Regions from separate parts of the Mus musculus genome. Here region 1 is linked to region 2. A link is a contact called in public HiChIP or PLAC-seq data. All regions are on one chromosome and are shown on one strand. Each heading gives the region's core, a stretch centred on a gene start, on an enhancer-like site or on the middle of the called end of the contact. The rest is flanking DNA. Distances are from core to core; before and after follow the strand shown.

Region 1 (5,955 bases), core at 2,777-5,276, 98 kb after region 2:
TTTGGACTAGCCAGCCAGCCTGGCTGAATTGGTTAGCTATGGGTTCAGAAAGAATGAGACAGACACAGACACAGACACAGGCACAGACACACAGACACAGAGAGAGAGAGAAGGAGAGAGAGAGAGAGAGAGAGAGAGAGACCCTATCTCAAAAATCTTTTTAAAAAGTGATTGGTTTTGGACCCTGGGACAAGGGACTGAGGTGTATATTTTACATAACCAAATCAAACCAGGCCTCCAGGTTCTCCCAGCATCCCTCAGTCCCTACCTGGCATATCCCGCCCCTAAATTTTCCAGCCCAGGGGCTTGGCTGCCCTTCCCCCAGAGGCTCTTTCTCCTCCATTTAATCTAGACATTTTGGTCTCTCGCTCTCTTTTGCTCTGTCCTCCTCTGGATGTACCTCTGAGCTACATCCTCAGCCTGAACACAACCTCAGCATCATTCAGATGTCAAAAGAAATTCACTTGCCAAGGCAATAAGCCCCCTAATTAGGCAAGTTCTTTGAAAGATTAGAGAGTCATCTGTGATATGAAACCACAGCACCTAAAGTGACATTCCGGTGACACGGTACACGGGCAGACGTTCCCTGACGGCGAGCCAGCACTCCCTTTATTATTGCTACAAATCCATAAGGTTTTGATAAGCCTCAGCATTTCAAAAATCCAGACAGTCATGTGATGGAGTGCTTAGCTTCCCTCTCCCGGAGGAATTAGAGGACATTTAAAGCCCGAGCAATACAGTAAAATGAACACGCCCAGAGGCAAAACGTACTATCAGGAGACCATGCTCCATTTAATGAGAACTCATTTACATGATCCTGACCCTGAAAGAGAAGTGGGTCCATTTCATGGGTCTTTTAACATTTTTTCAACAAAAGAAGTTTTATGCTCTACATCCTCAGGAAAAAGCAAAACAAACCAAAAAAGCATTTTTATGAAGATCCCAGGATAAACAAACAGAGCACTGGAAGCCCCCGTACTGTGAAGCCTCCCTCCCCAGTCCCATTGCAGAAACTGGAAGCAGGAATATCAGGACACAGCCGGAAAACATGGAGGTAGAGGTGGAGTAGAGGGTAGAAGTGTAGGTGGCGGTTGAGGGTGAGCCTGAGGTGAGGGTGGGGGCAGGGTAGGGGTGTAGGTGGGGTGTGGTGAGGGTCAGGGAGAGATCACCTCATATGCTATGTGTTTTAAGAGCCATGGATAATGGGAATGTGTTAACTAAGAAATGTTTTTTTTTTCTTATATTGTTCCTTTATATAACTTGTTCTTGTTATGTCGGTACTAGAGTGGTATCATAATAGCAACGATGATAATGTGTTCAGTGATACAACTGTACAAACTTACAGTGTGTGATTAGAAAAAATGGAGCTGATAAGTTGATTTGACAAATATTACCCCAGGTCTATTGTGCACAGAGTTTGACATGAGAGAATCACAAGCTGTTATCACAAGGTTCTCCGGCTCCAAGGGAGCTCTCATGGTAGGGTATGAATAGAAGAAGACATATAATTAGAATAGAGAGTTTAATCCACATATAACTACTAAAATCCTCATAGACTATGTGTTATTCACTGTTTTGTCTGAATGACAAGGGAAAGGCTCTCCTAGTTATTGGCTCCTCCCTCCCGTCCCCCACCCCCGAAAAGGTCATACATAAATCTGTGCACTGTAGTTGGCTTATATAACACCTGCCTCAGCCATTTCACTGAAACAGGAGGAAGAGATGAAGCCTGTCCTGTCCACCATGTTCCCAGGACCCATGCCTAGTGAAGCGGACACAGAACGATCCTACTCAACAATTTCTGCTTTCTGGGGGAAGATCTATAGGCCAGGCTGGCATGGACCTCAACTACGGTTGTAGCCTAGGAGTAGTGGCAGCCTTTCTGAGCACTGGGATTATGGGAGTTGCCAGCCTGGGTTCTATCTTAAAATGTAAGGTCTGGTATCCATCCGGTGAGAAGGGAAGTGTCTAGTCAGTAAAGCCCCTGCCTTGTAGGGAAAGCCCAATGACCCGAGGTCCATCCTTGGAAGCCACATGATGGTGGACAGAGAGGAGACGGACTCTATGAAGTTGTCCTATGACTACCACACGCTGACTAAGGCAGTATGTGTCCACACATATACACATCAAGCGTGCACACACAACAATAATAACCAAAATGAAAAAGAAAGTCAGGTCTTAACTGATAATACTTAAATAATTAACTATGAGTTGCAAGTGGCAGTCTATAGCATACGGAAAAAAAGAATTATTTTGTCAATTATATTCCACATTATCAAGACATAAAGAAATTCTGAGAGGCAGGCGGATTTCTGAGTTCGAGGCCAGCCTGGTCTACAGAGTGAGTTCCAGGACAGCAAGGGCTACACACAGAGAAACCCTGTCTCGAAAAAAACAAAACAAAACCAAGAAATTCTGCACCTTTTTTGGAACTACAGATTCACTGACTTATAAAGCTACTAATGCTGGTCTTAAAAAAAAAACAAAAAAAAACCAACCCCCCCCCAACCAACCTCCCTCATTTGTGCCTAATGATTTCAATTAGATGAAGTAAAACTCAGATCATAAATGCTAAAATATGCTCCAATGGGGAAAAAAGAAGGGCTAAAAACAAAACAAAACAACAAATAAAACCCCCAAACTTTGCTGAATCTGAAAAGAAATAAACACTGCTAGATTTCAGACCACCCAAAGAGAACTTTATTTTCTGGCCATTATTAGCTTCTTGGTTGAGTCAGTTCTCCCAGAGCGCTTGTGGACACTGAGTACTGGGGGGGGGTGAGGGGGTGGCGGGGGGGAGGGGATATGGAGAAATTCTCAGATGAGGGTTCCTTAGAAATGGCAGAGAGCTGAAAAAGATCTCTTCTGTTTCGTGAACAATTATGCAATAATTTGGTTATTTCACAACAATTTTCTCCCCCTTTAAAACAAAGAGGAACAAAATGTGAGAAATCAAATTGGAAAAAAAAACCAAAAAACCAACAACAAAAAAACCCTCCCTCTTTTATTCAACCCAGATGGCTGTGCCATGGGATGTTTCTCAGAGCTGTGCCAAGTTAGAGGCACGGTAGAAAATAAGCTAGCTTTCAAGACAGATTTAACATGGGCAGAGCCTGCGTGTGAACACGTGGAGTCTGTCTGCTCTGTCCTCGTCCCTTGACACGGGCTCCTGGGATTGAACTTAGGTCACCTGCAAGGGCATTTATTTACCTGCAGAGCCATCTTTCCAGCCCTGGCCATCATTGATGAACGTAGACGGAATGTTGGTTTACAATGGTCTAGCGCTGGGCTTCCTCTGTTTGGAGGTGGATCTCTGCCCACTGTGTCTCACGTGGGTGTTTTAATTGCTGTCGCATTTACCATGACTCCTGGGTGGGAGTTCCACAGTCCCACAGTGAACCCACAGCAGCATGAGTAACCTGCAGTTTCCAGTTCTAGCCGCCCCAGGCCCTACAGAAGACCCAGTGGCTCTGAAGGACAGAGCTGTGCTTAAGGCATGTGTGTCTGGTATGGAAACAGACGTAGCCCTGTGTGTCTCATCCCTGATCTCCTCGGTGTCCGAGAAACCTGGGAGAAGGAAAAGTGCAGAAACCTTTCAAAACGACAATTAATTTAAAAAGTGTTGAAAACAAGATGCAAAACTTAGGGCCAGCATCCAGGAAACCACTCCCAGGAGCACAAGGGAAGGGAAGAACGAACGACTTCTCTGCCCCAAGACTTTTCCATCCCCGTCGGCTGAGAATTCATGCTTCACCCCCACCCCCTTTGTTTAAAGTCCTCTTGATTTATTTGGGATAATACAGAGTTATAAGAGACACTGCCTTGTTTAACACCGTACAGAACTTCTCAGGCTTTAAAGGGGGTGGGGGTGGGGGTGGGGGTGGGGGTGGGGGAGCAGCCAATCCCTGACACTAGAGTGGGTCATTTGGCCATCTTGGAGATGAACCTGGTACATCTGTAGGCTGTACCCGCGTTTCTCTCTTCCTTTGCATTTCAACATCTCAGATCACTACTTTTCTCATCTGAGTCACCCCAAGGGGCGGTACCATTCCACAGGCATCTCAGTCAGAGAGAGGGAACGAAGGGCCACACTGAGTCTACCTGGAGTCTGGGCCAAGATTCTAAGGACAGTGGTTCTCAACCTTCCTAATGCTACAACGCTTTAACACAGTTACTCATGTTGTGGTGACAAACCCCCCCCCCCCATCATAATATTATTTTTGTTGCACCTTCCTGTCACTTTGCCACAGTTATGAATCGTAACGTAAATATTTTTGGAGAAAGAGGTTTGCCAAAGGGGTCGCAACCCACAGGTTGAGAACCACGGCTCTAGAGGAAAGCCCACAGCACGAAGGGTGGCTACCAAAGGGGAAGCCTCACCCACAGACACCAGGCCAGCCTCAAAACATGGAAACCAAGAGGAAGTCTGACTCAACTTGTATTGTGTGGTTAACTGTGTTAAAACCTGTTCCTTGTAGTCCACGTTGTTAATCGATTCATATGTTCCTAAAACAAATAACTTGTCAGTACCCAACTGTATATAAGAACTTATTGTAACTTTTGTTGTTGTTGTTTTGTTTGTTTTGTTTTTTTTCGAGACAAGGTTTCTCTGTGTAGCCCTGGCCTGTCCTGGAACTTACTCTGTAGACCAGGCTGGCCTTGAACTCAGAAATCCGCCTGCCTCTGCCTCTCCATTGTTGGGATTAAAGGCCTGCGCCACCACGCCCGGCTGAATTAATTGTAACTTTAAGAAGCACGATTTGGTACACTGTAGGTGGTGGAAGTCTGCCCAAGGAACACTTTCTTCTCTTTATTTCACCCTCACTCCCCCCACTCCACCCCCCCCCCCACCTCCCCATGTGGTCTCTATGTAGTCCTGACTATCCTGGAACTTGCTTGGTAGGCTAGGCTGGCCTTGAACTCACGGACATCCACCTGCCTCAGCCTCCTGAGTCCTGGGGTTAAAGATGTGTGCCATCACGTCTGGCCAGCAACCTCCTTTTTATTGAGCTAATGGGACTCACGGTGTTGCTTTCATACTTTGTTCGTTTACTCCAGGACCTTTTCTTGCTTCCTCTCCCAGTTTCCTTCCTCCCTTAAAAAGGCTATTTATTTATTTCTCATCACAAACTTACACACCGCAGAGTTACATCTAGATTCTGCATAGGGGAGAGAGAGAAAAGTATATTTACATATAACATTTTAAAAATCGTCAATATCCTCCCCTTAGCTGTGGATGCGAATCTCTCTGGAGGGGCCGGTAAGATGGTTCCGAGGGTGCAAGTCTGAAGACCAGAGTTCAGTCCCAGAATCCAGGTATAAAGTCGGATGCAGTGGGGTGCATCTGTAATTCCAGCACTCCTACTGTGATCTGGGAGTCAGAGATGGCAGAATGAGCCAGAGCCTCACAGTCAAGCCAGCCCAGAGTTCATAGCCCAGTGACACAACCAATATAGACCCTACCTCAGGAACAAGGTAGAAAGAACCAACCCAGAGAGATCGAAGGCCCACATGCCTGCAATTTCTCTGTCTCTGACACACACACCTCCAGAGGATTCAAAACACACAGAGAGAAATAGAGAGAGAGAGAGAGAGAGAGAGAGAGAGAGAGAGATAGAGATAGATAGATAGAGAGAGAGAGAGAGAGAGAGAAAGAGAGAAAAGATAGTCACACCTTTAAAAAGTACCAATCTTAAGCCAGGCAGTGGTGATGCACTCGGGAGACAGAGGCAGGCAGATCCCTGAGTTCGAGGCCAGCCTGGTCTATAGAGTGAGTTTCAGGACAGTCAGGGCTACACAGAGAAACCCTGTCTCGAAAAAAAAAAAAAAAAAAAAAAACAACTAGAAACAACTAGAAAGTACAATCTTTGGATGTAGGGTCAGGGTTCAGCTCACGCACAGAGCCCTGGCTTTCTTCATTTGGGAGCTGCAAGGGCAGAATTTCAAGACCAGGCC
Region 2 (5,668 bases), core at 2,141-4,640:
TATAGTCATCCTTATAGTGATAGCTATAGTTATACACACCCCAGAGCTCATTTGGAGGTCAGAGGACAATTTTCAGGAGACGGTTCTCCCCTTTCACCATGTGGGTATCAGGGATTGGACTCAGGTCCTCAGGCTTATCAGGAATTGCATTTACCTGTGACCCACTAGGAGCGTCAGTGAAAGTCATTCACAGTAGCATGGGTGATTGGTCAGTGATTACACCACTAGGGAAAAATGTCTTTCCCTCTTCCAGTAGCCATTAACTGCCTATATGTCCTCAAGGAGAGACGGGGGCCTCTTGAATCTCTCCTTCTCCATAATGAATTGTTGATGGCCAGGCCCCATTCTGTACAGCTATTCAGAACCACTGAGCAGTTAGGAATGCAACAGCTATGTTTTGTGTTGGTTTTGTTTTCTTTAAGATCCTGTAGCCCAGGCTGGCCTCGAAATCTTCCCATTCTATCTCCTGAGTCCTGGGATGAAAGGTGTATACCACTGTGCACTGTAAATGGGGTACCAAAGCTAGCACCCAGGGCTTTGTGGTTGCTAAGCAAGTGCTCTACCAACTGAGCTACATTCAGCTCCAACATAGATACTGAGTATGGATACTGATTTAGATAATCCGATGCTATTCCAGAAATCTAGTTTCTGGACTTTTACTATGTTCTGCTAAATGATTTTTAAAGGGTTAAAATTGCATCCAAGAGGAAATTGGCATCAGTGCACACAGATACACAGAGAAAGCTATAAGCCACAAGATGATGCCTTTAAAACCAGCATGTTGGGGAATAAGCCAAACTCACCTCACTGGCTATGTGCCTTCTTACTTTTGTTAGGAGAGCTCTCTAAGGGGGGAGACTATTATCCTGACAGAGATACTCTGTGCTTCTGAGCTCTACCTCTGGGGACTTGGGGAATGGTCCTACTAACTCTTTATTTTTTTAAGAATTCTCTTTTTTTAAAGTTTTTTTTTTTTTTTTGGTTTTTCAAGACAGGGTTTCTCTGTATAACCCTGGCTGTCCTAGAACTCACTCTGTAGACCAGGCTAGCCTCAAACTCAGAAATCTGCCTGCCTCTGCCTCCCAAGTGCTGGGATTAAAGGCATGCGCCACCACTGTCCAGCTATTTATTTATTTCATCTTTATGAATACACTGTAGCTGTCTTCAGACACACCAGAGGAGGGCATCAGATCCTATTTATAGATTGTTGTGAGCCACCATGTGGTAGCTGAGACTTGAGCTTGGGACCTTCAGAAGAGCAGCTAGTGCTCTTAACTGCTGAGCCATCTCTCCAGTCCTAGCTCTTTTTTTTTTTTTTTTTTTTTTTTTTTATATTCTGCCTTAGGCCTGAAGAGTTGAGCTTTTAGAAACTATGGGGGAGGTAGAAGCGATCAAATGTAGATGTCTTGTCCTGTTGGGTAGGATGCTTGACCCTGAAGAGCCACACAGATTTCCTTCCAAGGACCACTCTGGTGTGTTACACACATTAGGTTACAAATTTTAATTTGCCTTTATTTTTTATCTGCTATATATATATACACACATATATGATAAAAGTGATATCTGTCTTTAATTGTGACATAAATAAGAAGTCCGGAGGCCTTCATTTTCTGTGCTCCGTGGAACATAATTCTTGGATCACTCTTAGAGAACTGGTGAGAAGACAAGCATACATACCTAGCATACATACATACCTAGACACATACATACATACATACCTAGACACATACATACATACATACCTAGACACATACATACATACATACCTAGACACATACATACATACATACATACCTAGACACATACATACATACATACCTAGACAACATACATACATACATACCTCGACACATACATACATACATACCTAGACACATACATACATACATACCTAGACACATACATACATACATACCTAGACACATACATACATACATACCTAGACAACATACATACATACATACCTAGACAACATACATACATACATACCTAGACACATACATACATACATACCTAGACAACATACATACATACATACCTAGACAACATACATACATACATACCTCGACACAGATTTGACAAAAGCTGAAGTCAGAGCAGGTGTTATGGTCAGTTAGAGTTATCGAATTTCTAGGTTATTTTAAAGCAAACATGGAAACATTATTAAATATACTTCCACCAAATTGCCCAAAGAGATCTCAGAAAAAAAGGACGGGAATCTCTAAATGCCATCACTTGATGTTGTTGTTTTTCTGTTCTAAATAAACAATCCCCTTTCTATATAATTTTAATCTAGTCCTATAGGGCAGGGGACAGAGATGGAGACAGGCAGAACCCTAGGGTTGCTGGACAGCCGTTCAGTGGTCATCAGGTTCAGTGAGAGACTCTGTCTCAAAATGTAAGGTGGAGAGTGTTAGGGGAAGACACATAACGTGGACACACATGGTGCATACTCTCTCTCTCTCTCTCTCTCTCTCTCTCTCACACACACACACACACACACACATACACACACACACACACACACACACACACCACAAATATATACACAAAAGTAGATTTGAGTAGCTTTGTCAGATCCTTTCTAACTTTGAAAATCCTTTCATTAAATCCGTTTTGCCAGAGAGGGCTGGGATGTCATTCACTTGTCTAATGTGCACAAAGCCCTTGTTCCTAACCCCAGCACTGCAGACACAACACGTGGAAAGCACACATCTGTCATCTCAGCACTCAGGATGTAGAGACGGGATGATTAGGGGTTCGAGGCCATCCTTGGCTATAGAACAAATTTGAGGCCAGTCTGGGTTACCTGATACCCTGCTGAAATGAGACTGGAAAGGATGGCGGGCTGGAGAGATGGCTCAGCAATGAAGAACACTGGCTGCTCTTCCAGAGGGACCCAGGTTTGATTCCCAGCACTCATATGGTGGTTCATGTCTGTGACTCCAGTTTCAAGGAATCCGATACCTTCACACAGACATACATGCAGACAAAACACCAATGGACATAAATTTTTTTAAAAATTAAATTTCTTTAAAAAGCAAGAAAAGAGAGAGGGAGGGAGCGAGGGAGGGGCAGGAGGGGGGCTCATTATAAAAGAAAACAAAAATTAACTCTTCATTAATGTGAACAGCTGTGCAGTCATCATCTAACTAAGTACTTATTTTGTGAGTATCCGTGAGTAAATGAAGTTCTTCCATTAGGCAATGCTAGTGTAATGCCACCATTGGACTGAGTTCCTTCGTACAGACCGGACATGCCCTATACAGGCTGGGTAGGTGAGGCTCCCTGTTCAGACGAACCCATCTCCACCATATCAGTACCCAGAATCATCCCTTCTGAAAGAGGAAGATGCATTCCTCCAGTGAGAATGAGGTCAACTGAAATCTCAGTTCTAGAAAAGTCTGAACAAGCCAGAGGAGGCCTTTCAGAGAAGTCGGGGACAGCTGGCTTTCTGCTGAGCAAGATCTGAGAAGGTTTTAAATGGAAGGGGAAATCACAATACAGTTAGCCTTCAAACACAAGAATAAATTAAAAGTTGAACACACTCCTTTGGGTGATGAATTCTATAGCCTGCCTTGGTCTGTGGGACAGAGGGTTGAGGGTTGAAAGGACAGAGTCATGAACGCACAGGGACCCTAGATAGCCAAAGTCATATACTTCCATGCAGCCAAAGGCCAGACACTTGGTCCCATAACCAGGTGGGACGGAGCCAGGGCTAGACCCTGTGACCAGCAACCTGGTGCAGGTTCTTCCGTACCAACCTGAGCTTGCGGTTCAGAGCCTGTCTTCCCATCTTTATTACACAGCTGGGAGCTTATGGACCAAAACATGCTTTCTGCCTAAACCCGATGACCAATTTTGTAATCCAGTTAAATCAACTGAAACTATGGGTATTGGTGCTAATGAGCTCGCTCAACTCCCAAGCTGCAGGAGCAGGAAAGCCACTGTCCCCTGAAGTAGGGCACTGCACCTTCTTTCCTGCGTGTCTTCCTTGGAGCCAAAGGAAAGGAGCATCCTTATCTTATAGACACTCACAGAAGCTTCAACAAGAGCAGAATATGGTGGTGTACTCCTTTAATTCCAGCACTCGGGTAGTAGAAGCAGAGCAGCCTGTTGTACAGAACGAGTTTCAGAACAGTTATGACTACACAGAGAAACTCTGTCTTGAAGGAGAAAAAAAAAATCCAAACAAGCAAGCCTGCTACATTTCCCTTAGTCTGTAGCATCGGATGGTACCCCCGCTGTCTCGCCATACTTCTGCAAGACTAAGTCGAATCTACTGAGCACTAAAATACAGAGGCTTCCAGCTGGAGGGGTGGCTTAGTGGTTAACAGCCTTGGGTGCTCTTTGCAGAAGGCCCACTTCCGGTTTCCAGCAACCACATGGATAGCAACTCTCTGGATCCAATCCCCTCTTCTGATCTCCACAGGCATTCACATGGTCCACACATGTACATGCAGACAAAACACTCACACACAATAAATAAATAAATCTAAAAAAAAAATTTTTTTTAATGGAGAAATGTTGCTGTTTCTTCCAGTCTTCTCCAAAGGCCCCTGCGTGTGGCAAACATATTAAGTGAATGCGTATGCTTGTTTTACGTCCGTTTGTCTTTTGTTCCAAGTATCCCAGCCATGAGGCTGGAGGGACCTGATACAAAGATACGTTTTCTTCATCACATGCTAAGCTAGACAAATCCATGGGTATCCTTTAGAGCCCAGAGAGAAGACCCACACATGTGCGCAGTCTTGATGAACGAAGGTGATTGACTGAGTTAGAGATGTAACTCAGCGATACAGTCCTTGCCTGTCAATCACCAGGACCACTCAGAAAGGAAGGTGGAGCGTTAGGTCAGAGGTAGTGAGCAGTGTGCTCCCACGATGCTTTAAAGAATGGTTATCTGTAAGGAACGAGGTGGAACGCTACTTTGGACTCTCTGCCCCACCCCACCCCACCCCAACCCCCCCTCCCTGCACAAAACAATCTCACAGTCGTGATATGTAAACAGCTAAATCTTTTCAGGGTTTGGGGATAGATGCTTATAATACTAGCACGGAGGAAGAGGTATTAGGACTACACAAGACTCTGTCTCTAAAAACGAAGGAGAGAGAGAGAGAGAGAGAGAGAGAGAGAGAGAGAGAGAGAGAGAGAGAGAGAGAGAGAGAGAGAGAGAGAGAGAGAGAGAACTGAAACTTTAGGACTGGAAAGATGGCTCAGCAGTTAAGAGCACTGACCGCTCTTCCAGAGGTTCTGAGTTCAATTCCCAGCAACCACATGGTGACTCACAGCCATCTGTAATGGGATCTGATGCCCTTTTCTGGTGTGTCTGAGGACAGCTACAGTGTACTCACATACATAAAACAAATAAATAAATCTTTTTTAAGAAGAGCTAAAACTTTAAATGTTTAGAAGGAAAGTAAGAAAATGGGTTTATGCTGTTAGAATACAGACATGTTCTTCAGCAAAAACACAGCCGAAAAACATTAGGGAATGCTCTATCGATTGCTTGCTTGCTTGGTTTATTTGTCAACTGATTTGGAGCAAGGTCTGCTGTAGCTCAAGCTAATCTCAGATTTGTGACATAGTCAAGGGTGATCCTAATTTCCTATCCTCCTGCCTCCACCTCCCAAATGCTGGGATTACAAGAGTACCTGAGGGATCAAAC

Evidence for each region. HiChIP or PLAC-seq counts read pairs in DNA pulled down with a chosen protein or histone mark.
Region 1: a BATF HiChIP or PLAC-seq map of CD8 T cells shows a contact between it and region 2, with 5 read pairs. The contact joins two enhancer-like sites. A contact is called at or near these places in 1 of 15 datasets of contacts at CTCF or cohesin (CD8 T cells), 7 of 484 Hi-C or Micro-C datasets (CD8 T cells, Th1 cells, bone marrow-derived macrophages and 4 more) and 4 of 115 datasets of contacts at active chromatin or transcription factors (CD8 T cells, the HPC-7 cell line, bone marrow-derived macrophages and 1 more).

Annotation. Positions count from the first base shown.
Region 1 is chr10:67,045,020-67,050,974 of GRCm38.p6, forward strand. The region is part of intron 2 of Reep3 (receptor accessory protein 3); the gene reads right to left. Among named protein-coding and RNA genes, the nearest start is that of Gm31763, 43 kb to the left of the region's middle. Within about 2 kb of position 4,027, at least 116 of the 459 cell types and tissues checked have an H3K27ac peak or open chromatin away from gene starts, as enhancers often do. A contact at or near this core is called in CD8 T cells and bone marrow-derived macrophages, where this site is marked.
Region 2 is chr10:66,947,246-66,952,913 of GRCm38.p6, forward strand. No RefSeq gene overlaps it. Among named protein-coding and RNA genes, the nearest start is that of 1110002J07Rik, 30 kb to the left of the region's middle. Within about 2 kb of position 3,391, at least 14 of the 459 cell types and tissues checked have an H3K27ac peak or open chromatin away from gene starts, as enhancers often do. A contact at or near this core is called in CD8 T cells and bone marrow-derived macrophages, where this site is marked.